Regions from separate parts of the Sus scrofa genome. Here region 1 is linked to region 2. A link is a contact called in public HiChIP or PLAC-seq data. All regions are on one chromosome and are shown on one strand. Each heading gives the region's core, a stretch centred on a gene start, on an enhancer-like site or on the middle of the called end of the contact. The rest is flanking DNA. Distances are from core to core; before and after follow the strand shown. Region 1 has its middle 45 kb from the start of RGS10. Region 2 overlaps GRK5 (G protein-coupled receptor kinase 5).

What was found. HiChIP or PLAC-seq counts read pairs in DNA pulled down with a chosen protein or histone mark.
Region 1: a contact with region 2 is called in an H3K27ac HiChIP or PLAC-seq map of alveolar macrophages. The contact joins two enhancer-like sites.

Annotation. Positions count from the first base shown.
Region 1 is chr14:129,376,000-129,382,837 of Sscrofa11.1, forward strand. No RefSeq gene overlaps it. Among named protein-coding and RNA genes, the nearest start is that of RGS10, 45 kb to the right of the region's middle. Within about 2 kb of position 3,607, at least 9 of the 83 cell types and tissues checked have an H3K27ac peak or open chromatin away from gene starts, as enhancers often do. A contact at or near this core is called in alveolar macrophages, where this site is marked.
Region 2 is chr14:129,168,282-129,174,425 of Sscrofa11.1, forward strand. All of the region lies in intron 1 of GRK5 (G protein-coupled receptor kinase 5), which reads left to right. Among named protein-coding and RNA genes, the nearest start is that of GRK5, 57 kb to the left of the region's middle. Within about 2 kb of position 2,545, at least 34 of the 83 cell types and tissues checked have an H3K27ac peak or open chromatin away from gene starts, as enhancers often do. A contact at or near this core is called in alveolar macrophages, where this site is marked.

The DNA of each region.
Region 1 (6,838 bases), core at 2,357-4,856, 210 kb after region 2:
CAAGAGGTGCCCCAAACATTTGAGTGGGTGGAAGCTTTGGAGGAGAATGATTTAACCTTGATCAACCAGAATTCCGACGGCTGCTTCTCAGATTCACAACTGCAGTTTCTGAGAAGGGAACTGGAAAAGCACTGAAGTCAAGAGCAGGGGTTGCAGCTGGGCCTCCTGGCAGAGGCCAGCTCCCAACACTTCAGTCAAGAAGTGTAGATAATTCACCAAGGAAATACGAGATTTTCCTGGAAAAAGCACCCTCACCTCCCCCTGCCTATGGACATTGTGGGGGAGGGGGAAATGTCCTTATTTGGTCCAGGGAGGGGGAGGGGAGGAAACTGCAACGACGGGGTTTAAATCCACCCTGACACTTGGAGTTACCGTCATGTCCCTTCCCTCTCAGTAGCTGCAGACACACAGGCAGGGCTGACCTTGCTCCTCTCTGGGTCCCGAACTGCCTGGCACTCTGGGACTGTCACGTGAGATGCGCCTATCCAAGAGAACAGGTTTTCTAGCAAGGGGTATTCACAAAGCCACTGAACTCACTCTATTGGCTAGATCCAGACCCAGGCCTTATTCATTGAACCTTTATCCCACCGTCTTTCATTTTCTTCTCTTGACAGTGAACTCTGGGTCAGAGATGACCTCAGAGGACTTGTCGGAACACAGTGGGCTTTGGGTTACTTAAACCACCAAGGATGCTCCTTTCTTAAACAGGCACCTGAAACCCGGATCAAGTCCCCTGGGGTGGGGGTGGGGGTGGGGGCGGTGCCCAGGAGTGTTTGCTGTGATAGGGTCCCCAGATGTTTCTGAAGCATGGTGAGGTTAGGAAGACCTGCTCTAGGTAAGGAGGTGTTCTCTGTCCATCTAGTTGAGACAAACCTGTGCTTGTTCATTTTGTCTTCAGGCCATTTGTAATCCTTGCAGCTGAGGTGGTCAGATGCTGGATTCATACTACGGTTCCCAAACTGCCCACCAAGGCACCCAAGCACCACAGTAAACTGACAGGAGTGCCAGAGGACATCCCAGTTTTCAAGGGAAACATGGGGGCAGTTGGCATTGAATTAGCTAAGGTAGTTCAAGGTTTCAACACTAGATCATGCTACATTCCTTCTGAGGGAGTCATATCTTTCTATACTGGGTTTTCAGTGGTTGCTGTGCTGAAGAGGAAATAGCACACAAAAATCACTGTGGGGCAGGACCTAACTAAGGATGGTGGCATCCATCTGATTCTAAGGTTGGAGAAGCTGGCTAGAACCCGCAGGTACACCATTCTATTAGTAATTTGGTTATTTTTGAGTGAAATAGAAATAATTTCAAATGTTAAATCAGTTATGAAGTTATTAGGAAACAATTTTTTGGACCTATTTAATGAACAATTAGTTCAGGGTTAAGACCTAAGAACACTGGAAAAAAAATGAGACATCAAGGGCATTGTGAACTGAGGAAATTCAGGAGCCTCTGGACTAAGAAGGGTCAGCATAAATAATAATTGTCTCAGAAGCAAAGTCAATACTAGCTAAACGACACCATGGAGAAACAGTAAGACAAATCAAGAACAGGCAGCATACACTAAGCCTGATTTCTTCAAAAAGGGCAATGCCATTAAAAAATATAAAAGATCGGGAGACTGGTCTAAATTGAGAGACATTACAATGCCAGCTCCTCGATTAAATCCTGGTTTAATTTCTAAATGCTCTCTAGTTCCAGAAGTTTGAATATGGAGTAGGTGTTAGGTGATATTGAGAAGAATTGTTCATTTGAATAGGTATAATAAATACGAGGTGAGATCAAGTCTAATTTTCTTTAAAACTGGCAAAAAAAATGAACAAGTGGAAGACACATGGCTAATAGTGATAAGTTATTAAATATTAAAGACAGACAATGGTTTTATTGTAACTATTTTTTACCTTTCTGAATGTTTTGAAACTCTTCCTAGTTACCTAACGTAATAGGTTGGTGGTTGAGTGATACAACTGACCAGCACTGAAGAAGCACGATGTCAAGATATGGACAAATCCATCAAAATCCCTCCCAACTTTGCCATAAGCTTGTACAAAGGCAGAGTGGCACCTTGGCTGCTAACTATTTGCAAAATAATTTCCCTAATGAAAAAACTCGGGCGCTCCCATTGTGGCTCGGTAGACACAAATCTGACTGGCATCCGTGAGGACACAGGTTCGCTCCCTGGCCTCGCTCATTGGGTTAAAGGAGCCAGCATTGCCGTGAGCTGTGATGTAGATCACAGACATGGCTCAAATCCTGCATGGCTGTGGCTATGGTCTAGGCCAGCAGCTGCAGCTCCAATTCGACCCCTAGCCTGGGAACCTCCATATGCTCCAGGTGTGGCCCTAAAAATACCAAACAAAACAAAACAAAAAAAACCCTCGAGTCTCAAAGAATTCGGTGCATGAAGGAGGGGCCGTGCTCACTCCACATAGCTGGGCAAGGAGTTGGGGACAGGGCAGTTACCTCTGTCTGTGAGAACTGAGGCAGGAAACAGGAAGGGTGAGAAGAGGAGCACAGCGGGGGCCCTGGGGTTAACACCCACCCATCCAGAAAAGCACACCACAAAAACGACTCCAGATGCTGGCAGTGTGGTGGTTACATGTGTGTAAACAATTGTGGACATTTATTGAGCAGCCCACTCAAGGATTGTATACTTTACTGAACATTAATTATTCCTCACTCAAAAAAAAAAAAGCACCCCCCCCCCACCAAGTAATCATCCCAGAGAGCTAGGAAGGAGAGTGAACACTTTAGCCTCTTATCTCGGAAGCTTCAGGAATAATAACTACAGTTCAGAACAAACACCAGAGATAAAAGATGAGGATCTGGAGATAGATTTGTAATATCCACCGATGAGAAAGGGAAGTACTTAACTTATCTGAACCACTTTAAACCTTTGAGCTTCAGTGGATGAAGCGAGTCCTTTCTTGATCTCTTTGTTAATGCAGCTTTAGTACCTGGCAGTTTATTGTGCAAAAAGTCCTGCAGTTCTTCGAGAAACTCGCATCAAAACACTGTTGCAAAACACGGTTTCCAAGTGCTTAAAAAAAATTAGCAAGTGACTTTAGAACTGGGTGAAATGAAAGTCCCCCACGGTAGCCCATCTGGGTCTTTGGAGCCAGCAGAAGCCAAGGTTGGTGTGTGGGGGCGGTGGTAGGAAGACGGGCTGGTGGGGGGCGGGGAGGGAGGGAATCGGGAACCAGTGAAAAGAAGTAAAAGAACTTCAGTGCAAGCCCAGGAAATGCCTCGTCCTCCTGCCTAAACAGCCATGGGACCGCGGGGGCTAGGAAGGATACCAGCAACTGCTCCACCTTCCTGCCACTCGCACTGTTAGACGCGAAGGCCATGGCACGGACCCAGCAGTTCTGGGGCTGCCCCATCCCCAGACCTGGGCTCTTGGAAGGTGTTTAGCACAAAGATCCTTTTACAACCAGACCTGGGGAGAGGGGCAACACAGGGCGCTCTGGTGGGGAGGACCACTCCCTGGGGGCAGGGGTGATGCCCAGGGCCTTTGAAGTTCCTCCTGAGTTGCAGGACAGTCCGCAGGGAGCCCAGCTGTTTGCTCCCTCCATGGCTCAGCAGCTCCCCCGTGAGCCCGAGCTGGGAACTTCAGGAGGGCCGTTCTCTTACTGGGTTCCGTGGAGTCGTGGACATCCTGGAAGGCACAAGGGGTAGCTCCTCCCCCAGGAATCAATCATTCTGGAGGGCCAAGGGAAAGTTGCAGAGCATTTGAGCAGCTCCCCAAAGGTCATCTGCTGGGTTCCCTTCTCCTTCCCTCAGATGCAAAATGTCTCCAGAGGTGACCACCAGCTCCCTGTTAGCACTGCTTTTCCTTGGTCAGATGTCAAGCCCTTCAGAGACTCTCAGACTTCTGCCCTTTAACTTGGCCATTTGGCTGAACTAGGAACCTAGCTTTGGGTTGGCAACGGAGCCATCTCCCAGCCTTGATACCCAATCCCAGGCCTACCTTAGTTTCCCCCTCCCCTCCCCTGTTGCCCGCTATGTCCACCAGTGTTGACCCAATCCTGCTCTGACACCTACCCACTTTCTACCTCAATATTCAGATCTAGCTCCCTGGCCCTGGGGCCCTTCCTGTGGCCACTGAAATGACATGGAGGAAGAGGCCCAGACTGGTGTCACCTTGAACATTCCATATGACTCTGAATCATGAATATTTATTGACGCCCTATGGATGGGGTGCTGTGCTAGGCACGTTACATGTATCATCTCATTGAGTCTCACTGAGTCACTCTTAGCCCCATGTAACAGGTGAGGAAACTTAGGCTTGGAAAGATATGTGACCTGCCCAAGATCACACAGCTAATAAATGATGGAGCTGGTTTAGAATTTAGGCAGTCGGAGTTCCCGTTGTGGCTCAGTGGTTAACGAATCTGAATAGGAACCATGAGGTTGCGGGTTTGATCCCTGGCCTCGCTCAGTGGGTTAAGGATCTAGGTCGCAGATGCGGCTCGGATCCCAAGTTGCTGTGGCTCTGGCGTAGGCTGCCGGCTACAGCTCCGATTAGACCCCTAGCCTGGGAACCTCCATTTGCCGCAGGTGTAGCCCTAAAAAGACCAAAAAATAAAAGGCATTTGAACTCCATGACGTGAGCTTAATAAAAATTCTCACGCTAGCCAATAGTAAATCATAAAATAATTTGATTCTGGAAGAATCTCTAGCTAAAATTCTGGGGTAATCTGCATTTATAGGAAAAGTGGACCCAGGTTTTCACGTCTCCAGATGGGCCATGATCTTAACTACCTAAGGAAACTCAGGAAATAGTCCCTCCACGAGGGGAAGGGATGGCCCTCCCGGGAGACCAGGGCCTCACCTCTGTTATCAACAGGACCTGTAAATATATTTACAAAGCAGCCCAAGGCACTGTATTTCTTCCCCCTGCTCTTCTTATTGAGGGTAAGAGGGGCAACGTGTGGACCGAAAGCCACATACTTGCAAAGGCATCCTTCCTCTGGAGACCAAGAAGCAGCAAATTCTTTTCCTGGGAACATCTCTATCAAGCAGACATCTGTTACTCTTAAGTGATCTGTATGCCATAACAGTTTAAAAAACAGAGTTTAAATGCTTAAATAAGAAGAAAACAGTTTGCCAGCATTGCAAAACAGCATATAAACTGTGCTGGAATTAGCACAACGGAAACATTTATCTTCCCTAGATAATCTTGAAACTGGACCTTTTTTTTTTTTTTTGGATGATGTGTAATTATGTTTGTTGGCATGGAAAGATGGTCATGATATATTGCTAAAAGGGAAAAAAATGGTTGCAAATACCGAACCAGACTTTTTAAAGGAGCATTTGACTCTCTATCCCTGGCTAGGGTGAGACACCCTCTGCATGTCCTGCAGAGGTCAAGACTGGCTGGGTGGTGGCCTTCTTCCTGGGAAAACAGAGACCCGTTTTTTAGTTGGAATGGCCAAAGGCTTGTCTGAGCTAAAACGTGACTCAGCTTGGTATAGAGAAAGATGGTGGGCTGGGGGGGTGTGGGAGCCTCAAAGACCTGGGTTCCAATCCTGACATCACCAACCATGAGCCATGGTTACCTGGTGCGTGTTCCATGCCTCCAAAGTTTGGTCCCCATTGATACAGTGCAAGCCACACCCACCGGCCACATTTGACACCATCTGCAATGCGCCCAGCACAATACCTGGCACGAGGGAGGAGCTCAAGAAATGGGGAATCTCCCAAATCTGCATTTATATGACAATCGCAAGGGTTGACCATTACCAAGAGGCCATAGTGAGATGCTAGGGTGTGAATGGGCTCAACCAAAACTTGAGATCCTGACCCACTTGGCATTTCTTGGCTCACTGCAGAAACGTTTACAGAGGGCTACCATGTGGCTGCTCGAAGCCAGGCAGGAGGCTCACCTCTGGGAACTCGGCGAAACACATCCAGTCCCTGTCCTTGGGGAGAGAGGTCAAACTGGTAACAGAAAATGAGCCATGTGCCAGGGCTCTGGAGATACTAGAGAGGGGGTGCAAGGGCAGGGGGAGGGGGCTGCTTAGTGCGGCCCCCAGGAAAGATTTCTGCCAGGAGCTGACATATGGCCTGGGACTTGAAGGACAGAAAGGACTGAGGTCAGGAGGGGTGGCCTGTGCAGAGGCTTCAGAGAGCAGCATCCGTGGCCCACTCACATCTGAAATGAGGCCATGGTCATGATCTGAATTTTTACTCTGAGAACAAAGAAAGCCACAGAAGGGGCTCAGGCAGATGAGCAGCCGGGTCAGGTCTGGGCTTTTTAAAAGGTGGGTGGAGGAGCTCCCTGGTGGCCCAGTGGGTTAAGGATCTGGCACTGTCACCACTGTGTCTTGGGTCACTGCTGTGGGTTTGATCCCTAGCCCTGGAATTTCCACATGCTATAGGCATGGCCAAAAAGAAAAAATTTTTTTAAAAAATTTTAAAAAGGTGGATAGATGCGAGCTGAAGATGGGGAAGGGGGTGTGAGTGAGGAGAAATGACCAGTGAGGAGGCTCCATCAGGCAAGGGATGAGGAAGGCAGCTTGGTCAGGACCTGGGGCCATGTGGTGGGAAGGATGGACGTGTTCACTGGATTTTGGAGCCGAATCTAGGAGACCTGCTGATGGATCAGACATAAAAATGCAGGAAAGGGGAGACCCTCAGGGCACTTCCAGGTGCCCCAACTCAGTGGCTTTGTGGTAACTGGGAAAACCCCCATTTCTTCTGGTGGACACAGCACTGTGACCAACACAAACACCTACCGAGGGTACTGACCCTCACTCAGAGGCCACAAGGAGAGACACGCCTCCCCCAGGTTTCTGCTTGAGCAACTTTGGACCTGCAAAGCTCGCCATGCCTGTGG
Region 2 (6,144 bases), core at 1,295-3,794:
CTCCCTACCGCTCTGCCCAGGAATGCCCAGAACCCTAGATGCTGCCTGGTAGGAAACAGGGTCCCCGAGGATGGGGTTAGAGCCAGAGCCAGTGGTTCTGCAGACATGAGGGAGAGAAGGATAGGGTGCCCTTGTTTGGGCTGGTCCCCAAATGAGTATCCTCTCTGAAGCCCACCCAGGTTTGGTACCTACAGGGTGTGTCACCAGGTGGCAAAGGACAAGGTAGCGATGACTGGTACCAGCCCCGCTCCTGTCCTACATCCCCGCCTCGCCCACAGCCCCACGCACCCTCCCGGATGGAGACATTCTTTGTATTTGTCGTTTATCTCTCACCTGCGTCTGAAGCAGCAGATGGGAAAATTGAATTGTCAGAGTCAGCTTTCAAACAGCCTTTGTGTTCATTAAGTAGAAACAGATTATTTCAAAACAAAATCCAATGCAGTGTATTTCTTGCTTTTGGTTGCACTGTTTTCCTGTGTAAAGTTTATTCACCATAGAGGAAGTTCCAAGTTCACTTCCTTCCGCTTCTGGGCAGACCCCATGTGTGGGTTCAGCACTTGGTCCTGATGTCTGGGGACCCGCCTCCATTAGTGCAGCCCCGTCGATGAGCTAGATCCCCTTGGCCGCTTCATTGTACAGAGGGGGCGTGATGTTGAGGTTGGAAGGTCAGCTGGCCTAGGCCTGAATCCTAGCTCTTCTACCAGTGAGGATGTGAGCTGACTTATTTAATTTCCCTGAGCCTCTGTGGTTTGTGATAGGGTGGTTGAGATTTAAATGCTCCAGAGGGCACAGGATAAATGCCAAGTAAGTGTGGTCCCTGTCATCTTGGTCATCATTGTCCTCATCAGCTCAGAACGTGGAGGAGAGATGGGGGGACAGGTGGGGTCTGTTGTCCTTTTAGTCCCTAGAGAATGCTGTCCTGGTCCCGTCTCCAGGCCTCCACCTGAAGGCGGGGTCCGTCAGTCCCTCGCAGAGGCCTGGGTCCCAGCTGGCCTCACTCCTGGGTGAGCTGGGAGTGGATAACAAAGGGGAAGCCCTCACCTGGCAGCCAGGTCTCCGTGGTGTTCTGGCCCCTCCTGGGGCCGTGGTCATAACCCTGATGTCTTCCGGGCAGGCTTCTGTTTGTTCTCTAATGGAAACGTACAAACAAGGCAGCATCATTTCTAAACGAAGAGGGACTTTTCACAGGAAGTTTGTAGACCCGGCACCTTCTTGCTTGCTGTGGCGCGTGGCCTGTTCGCCAACAATTGGCGTGACTTGCCCGAGAACAATGGAGTGTGGTCATGGCTGCTTCCTGTGAGAAGGAAGAATGGGCACAGGTGGGCATCCGGAGGCCCTGGTCCTCAAGGAAGGGATTTCCTGAGAGCATCCCATGGCCCCTTAACTTGCTGGCCCCGTAGCGGAGCAGTCAGGGCCCGTCGTTGGGGTCCCTGTGGGCAGACCCTGATCTGAGACCTCACGCACTTGAATGTGCTGAGCCGGAGGAAGTGATCAGGACCCCGGGAGTTGCTGCGTTCTGCTGTCTGGCCTCTCCGCGGACACCGGCTCCCAAAAGCTTGCCAGCCCCCAGCTGGGATGTTGACCTTGGGAGGGAGGCCCCCCCCCCACCGCCGGCTTACCCTCCTGCTGTGCCCTCCACGCTTCCAGCTGCTCCTTGTACTCGTTTCCATCCGGGTTTCCTGCTGCTCAGCCTCCTGTTAGTTCCTTCCCTGACCTTCGTGTGTGCTGGTCCTCTCCCTGCCCCTCACCCGTTCGATTCCTCGCCACCCCTCAGGGTTTGGCACAAACCCCACCTTCTCAGGGAGGCCTTTCTTCGCCGTCCTGAGTCGCTGGGCTCCTTGGTGGACCACCAGCCCCGTTGTGCTCCATCAGCCCCCTGTTCGGTCCTTCCTTCCCCAGGGCCCTCCCCCCAGTTTGTGATTGTGCATTGGTGGGTTTACTGGGCCAGGCTGGATGGTGCGGGCCTGGTTCACGCTGCCCATACCAGAGCCCACAGCACCTGCGGACTGTCAAAGGCTGGGTGAATGCACATGTGAGTGTGTGTGTGAGTGTGTGTGTGTGGTGGGGGGGGTTGGCCTCTAGGAGGTTTCAGAGGAAGTTTGTTTCTTCTGAGAGGTGTCATGCAGACAGTGAGGTGGTTTTTGTAAGACCGTAAACATTTTCCTTCCAGCAGCTCACACTGCAGAGTACCTGGCAAAGGAAAAAAACCAAATCGCTGGGTTCTGAAGAAGAGCTGGAACCCTCATCTGCGTGTGGGTGAACTGGCACGCGAGGCCTCGCCAGCGATACCAAGGTGGAGTTTGAACTCTCCCCTACTTCCGAGAGACAGGCTGAAGCAAAATGCATTTAAATGTCATGCGTTATTATTAGTTGTAATCTTATCTTTGTTAATAATAATAGCAGGACCCACCCAGAAGTTGCTGAATAATAGCAGACAGGCGCTTTCCTAAGCTCCCCGTCAGACAGAACGGTGGCCCCTGGGGAGGCGCCGGCTCTGTGAACGCCAGGCGGAGGGATCGAGGGTTCCACCGGAAGCTCCACCCTGGTCACACGTGCTCTGCCACATCCTCCACGCCCTCAGGCGCTCTGGTCACTCAGGGAGGCGCCGCGGAGGCCTGTGGTCTCTCAGTCACGGGCCTCCCCTCTTTATTTTTAAGTTATTTTTATTTTTTATTAAAATTTTTTCCATTTTTTAAAGTTTTATTGATGTATGCATGATTGATTTATGGCCTTGCCTCTGTAGAGGCTCTTCTACCCACCACTACTGAAGCTGCTGGCACAAGTGTGGGGTCTACAGGTCCGGGACCTGCAAGGCAGTTTCTCTTTGCTGCGCTTCTTCATGGCCTTTCCTTTCTATTGTTTGCTGCCCCAGTGACTTGCTGAAACCATGTGTTTCCTACAGATTTTGTTTGCCCGCATTGACTGCTTTGTTTTGCTCTAGTCAACATGCTTTTAACATACACAGATCCATGCAGTCGACAAAGAGAAATCTGGAGCCCCAAACCAGGCGGCTGCACTGAGTCACTGGCTCCATGAGTCTGGAGACCTTGGCTGGTCCAGGACGCGTGAGTGACTCATGCCGTCAACGCTGGCCTGTGTGTGCGAGGAGGTTCAGTGCCGGCTGCATTGAGGGAGGGCAACAGGGGGCCTCTCACTAGGCAGGAGGAAACCCATGTTTGAGAACTAGGTAGTCGAGGTTGAGTCCCAGCTCTCGCACTTCTAGCAGCTACCTGTGACTTCTGAGAAGTTGCTTACCTGAACTGTGTGTTTCCTCATCTGTAAAAACAGTACCTACCTTGGCGGAAGGCTCAAAGGACTTACTATTCAGAAACCATCTGGTGCTAATACATGCCAGGTGCTCTTGTCGCTTGTCTGTTGGGCCCTGTTTTGGGGGCTCTCCTCGGAGATCCTGTTGGGAAAGGCTCTCCAGCAGACCCACCTGACCTCGAGGTGGAATCAAGGTGTTTGTCCCTGTAAGTTGATGTGGTCCTCCTTTGATGTAGTGGTGATTGTCTGTTCATAGAAACGGTTCAGAATGTTCTGAGCCTCTGCCTTGCACAGGACGCACAGATGCTGAATGAGAACAGAACTGGGTTTGCACCCCGGCGCCTGCTCTTACCGGCCCTGTGACCTTGGACGTGCTGCTTACCTTTGAGCGTTTCTCATCTGTGAAACGGAGTGCACGAAATCCCTCTTTCACAGGGTGGCTGTGAGCATTTACTGCACCTGTTCGTAAGGTGCTCGGGTGGGGCCTGGCACAAAGCCAGCACACGGCGGGTAGGGGGTTTGCCCTGACTGATGAGCCGCATCTGAAAAGGCCAGCATTCGGTATCCTTTGAAAGGGCATTGGTCATACAAGAGAACCTGGAAGAAAGTGAAGTGCTGGGGGAGTGGGGAGCAGAGGTCACTGCCTTTCAAGTTCCCAAAGCCTGACCCCATTAGATTGTCCAGGTCATTTGTGGTCCAGCTCTTGGAACTGGAGGGAGAGGAGGCAAGACCATGGTGGAGGGACCTGAGCCACCGAGGACAGCGTGGATTTCTGTTCCGAGAGGGCTCCAAGCAGAAGCTGGATGGTCCCCGAGGGTGTGGGGGGACAGGGATGTGACGGTCCCTCCTGACAGCCTGCAGTGTCCTTTCCGCCCTCGGCATTTTAGGATTCTTGTACAGAACCAGAGAAAATCCTTCTCTCCAGCACCACACACGTGCCAATCTCGCCATCTCAGAATATGAGGGCAACTAATGGATTAATCACGAATGAATTAATGGGGGTACCGTTAACCAGTTTTAAGGGCCCCGTCAGAGAGGAGGTTACACCATCATGGGTAGACTGTGGATTTCTGGAAGGGGGTCTTGGCCCCTGCACCCTAAGCTCAAAAGAGGTGATTTTGAGATGCATCCGCTGGCACCTGTTCTGAGCCCAGTAGCATTAGAGGCCATGATGGACACAGGTGGCACAAAGGGGATTTCGATGTGGTCTCTTCCAAATGGAGCTCCATTGTGGGCTTCTGCTGTCTGCCTTGGTACAATAGGTTGTAAAGATCAGGAGTGAGTGACTTCAAGAATGTGCAGACTCCATATGGCCATTTGAAAAATATTTTCAGTAAATTTAGCCATGAACAATCCGTGGTGCTCATTACTGGATGTTGAGGGCAGGGTGCCAGCCTCAACACTTCAGGCCCAGGCTTTCTCCAGCCCGTCGAGGGTGCCTTAGGCATGGGACCTCAGACCACAGGTGCAGGTGGGCCACTGCTCTGACCCATAGGGCAGGACTTATTTCCCCAGGCTTTGTTGGCCACTAACTTTTTTGACTGTGGTTTTGGGGTTTGTTTGATGGTGGGAGAGTGGCTGAGCCATATACTTAGTTGGTTGTTTTCTTTTTTTTTAATATTTTACTTTTTTTAGAGCAGTTCTAGCTTCACAACAAAATTAAAAGGAAGTACCGAGAGTTCCCATGTATCCTTGCTCCTACCTGTGCTCATCCCCCTCTGTTACCAACACCCCCCACCAGAGTGGTACCTTTGTTACCATTGATGAACCTACATGACCCATCGTAATTCCACAAAGTCCATGGTTTAGTTAGGCTCCAGAAGAGTTTCATTGCCCTAAATGAAACTTCTGTGCTCTGCCTACTTCATCCCTCCCCACCCCTAGCTCCTGGCAACCGCTCATCTTTCTATTGCCTCCATAGCTTTGCTTTTTCCGAAATGTCATATAGTTGGAATCCAACAGTATGTAGCCTTCTCAGACTGGCTTTTTTTCACTTAGTAATATGCATTTAAGTTTCCTCCATGTCTTTTCATGGCTGGATAGCTCTTTTCTTTTTGGTGCTGACTAATATTCACTTGTCTGAATGGACCACAGTTTATTTATCCATTCGCCTCCTGAAGGACTTCTTGATTGTTTCCAAGGTTTGGCATTTATGAATACAGCTGCTATAAATAGCTGTGTGCAGGTTTTTGTGTGGACATGTTTTCAGCTCCTTTGGGTCAGTACCAAGGAATGCAGTTGCTGGGTCGTATGGTAAAGAGTCTGTTTAGTTTTAGAAGATGCTGCCAAACCATCTTCCAAAGTGGCTGTACCGTCTTGCTTTCCCGCCAGCAGTGAGAGTTTCCATCGCCCTCCATCCTCACCAGCATTGGGTGGTGCTGGTGTTCCAGATTACGGCCATTCTGGTAGATGTGTAGTGCTGTCTCATTTTAATCTGCATTTCCCTAATGACATGAGATGTGGAACACATTTTCATTTACTTATTTGCCATCTGTATACGTTTCTTTCTTTTTTGGCCTCCCTGTGGCATGTGGAGTTCCCGGGCCAGGGATTGGATCCAGGCCACTGCTGTGACCTACCTACGCCACAGATGTGGCAACGCTGGATCCTTAACCTACTGTGCCTGGTCGGGGATCGAACCTGCATTCGATCTGTGCTCAAGAGACACCGCTGATCCCCTTGTGCCACAGCAGGACCTCTTCTTTGACGTAGTGGTTGTTAAGGTCTTTGGCCTCTTTTCTAATTAGGTTGTTTGTTTTCTTGTTGAGTTTTAAGAGTTCTTTGTATATTTAAGATAACAGTCCTTCATCAGATGTGTCTTTTGCAAATATTTTCTCCCAGTCTGTAGCTCATCTTTTCATTCTCCTGACATTATCT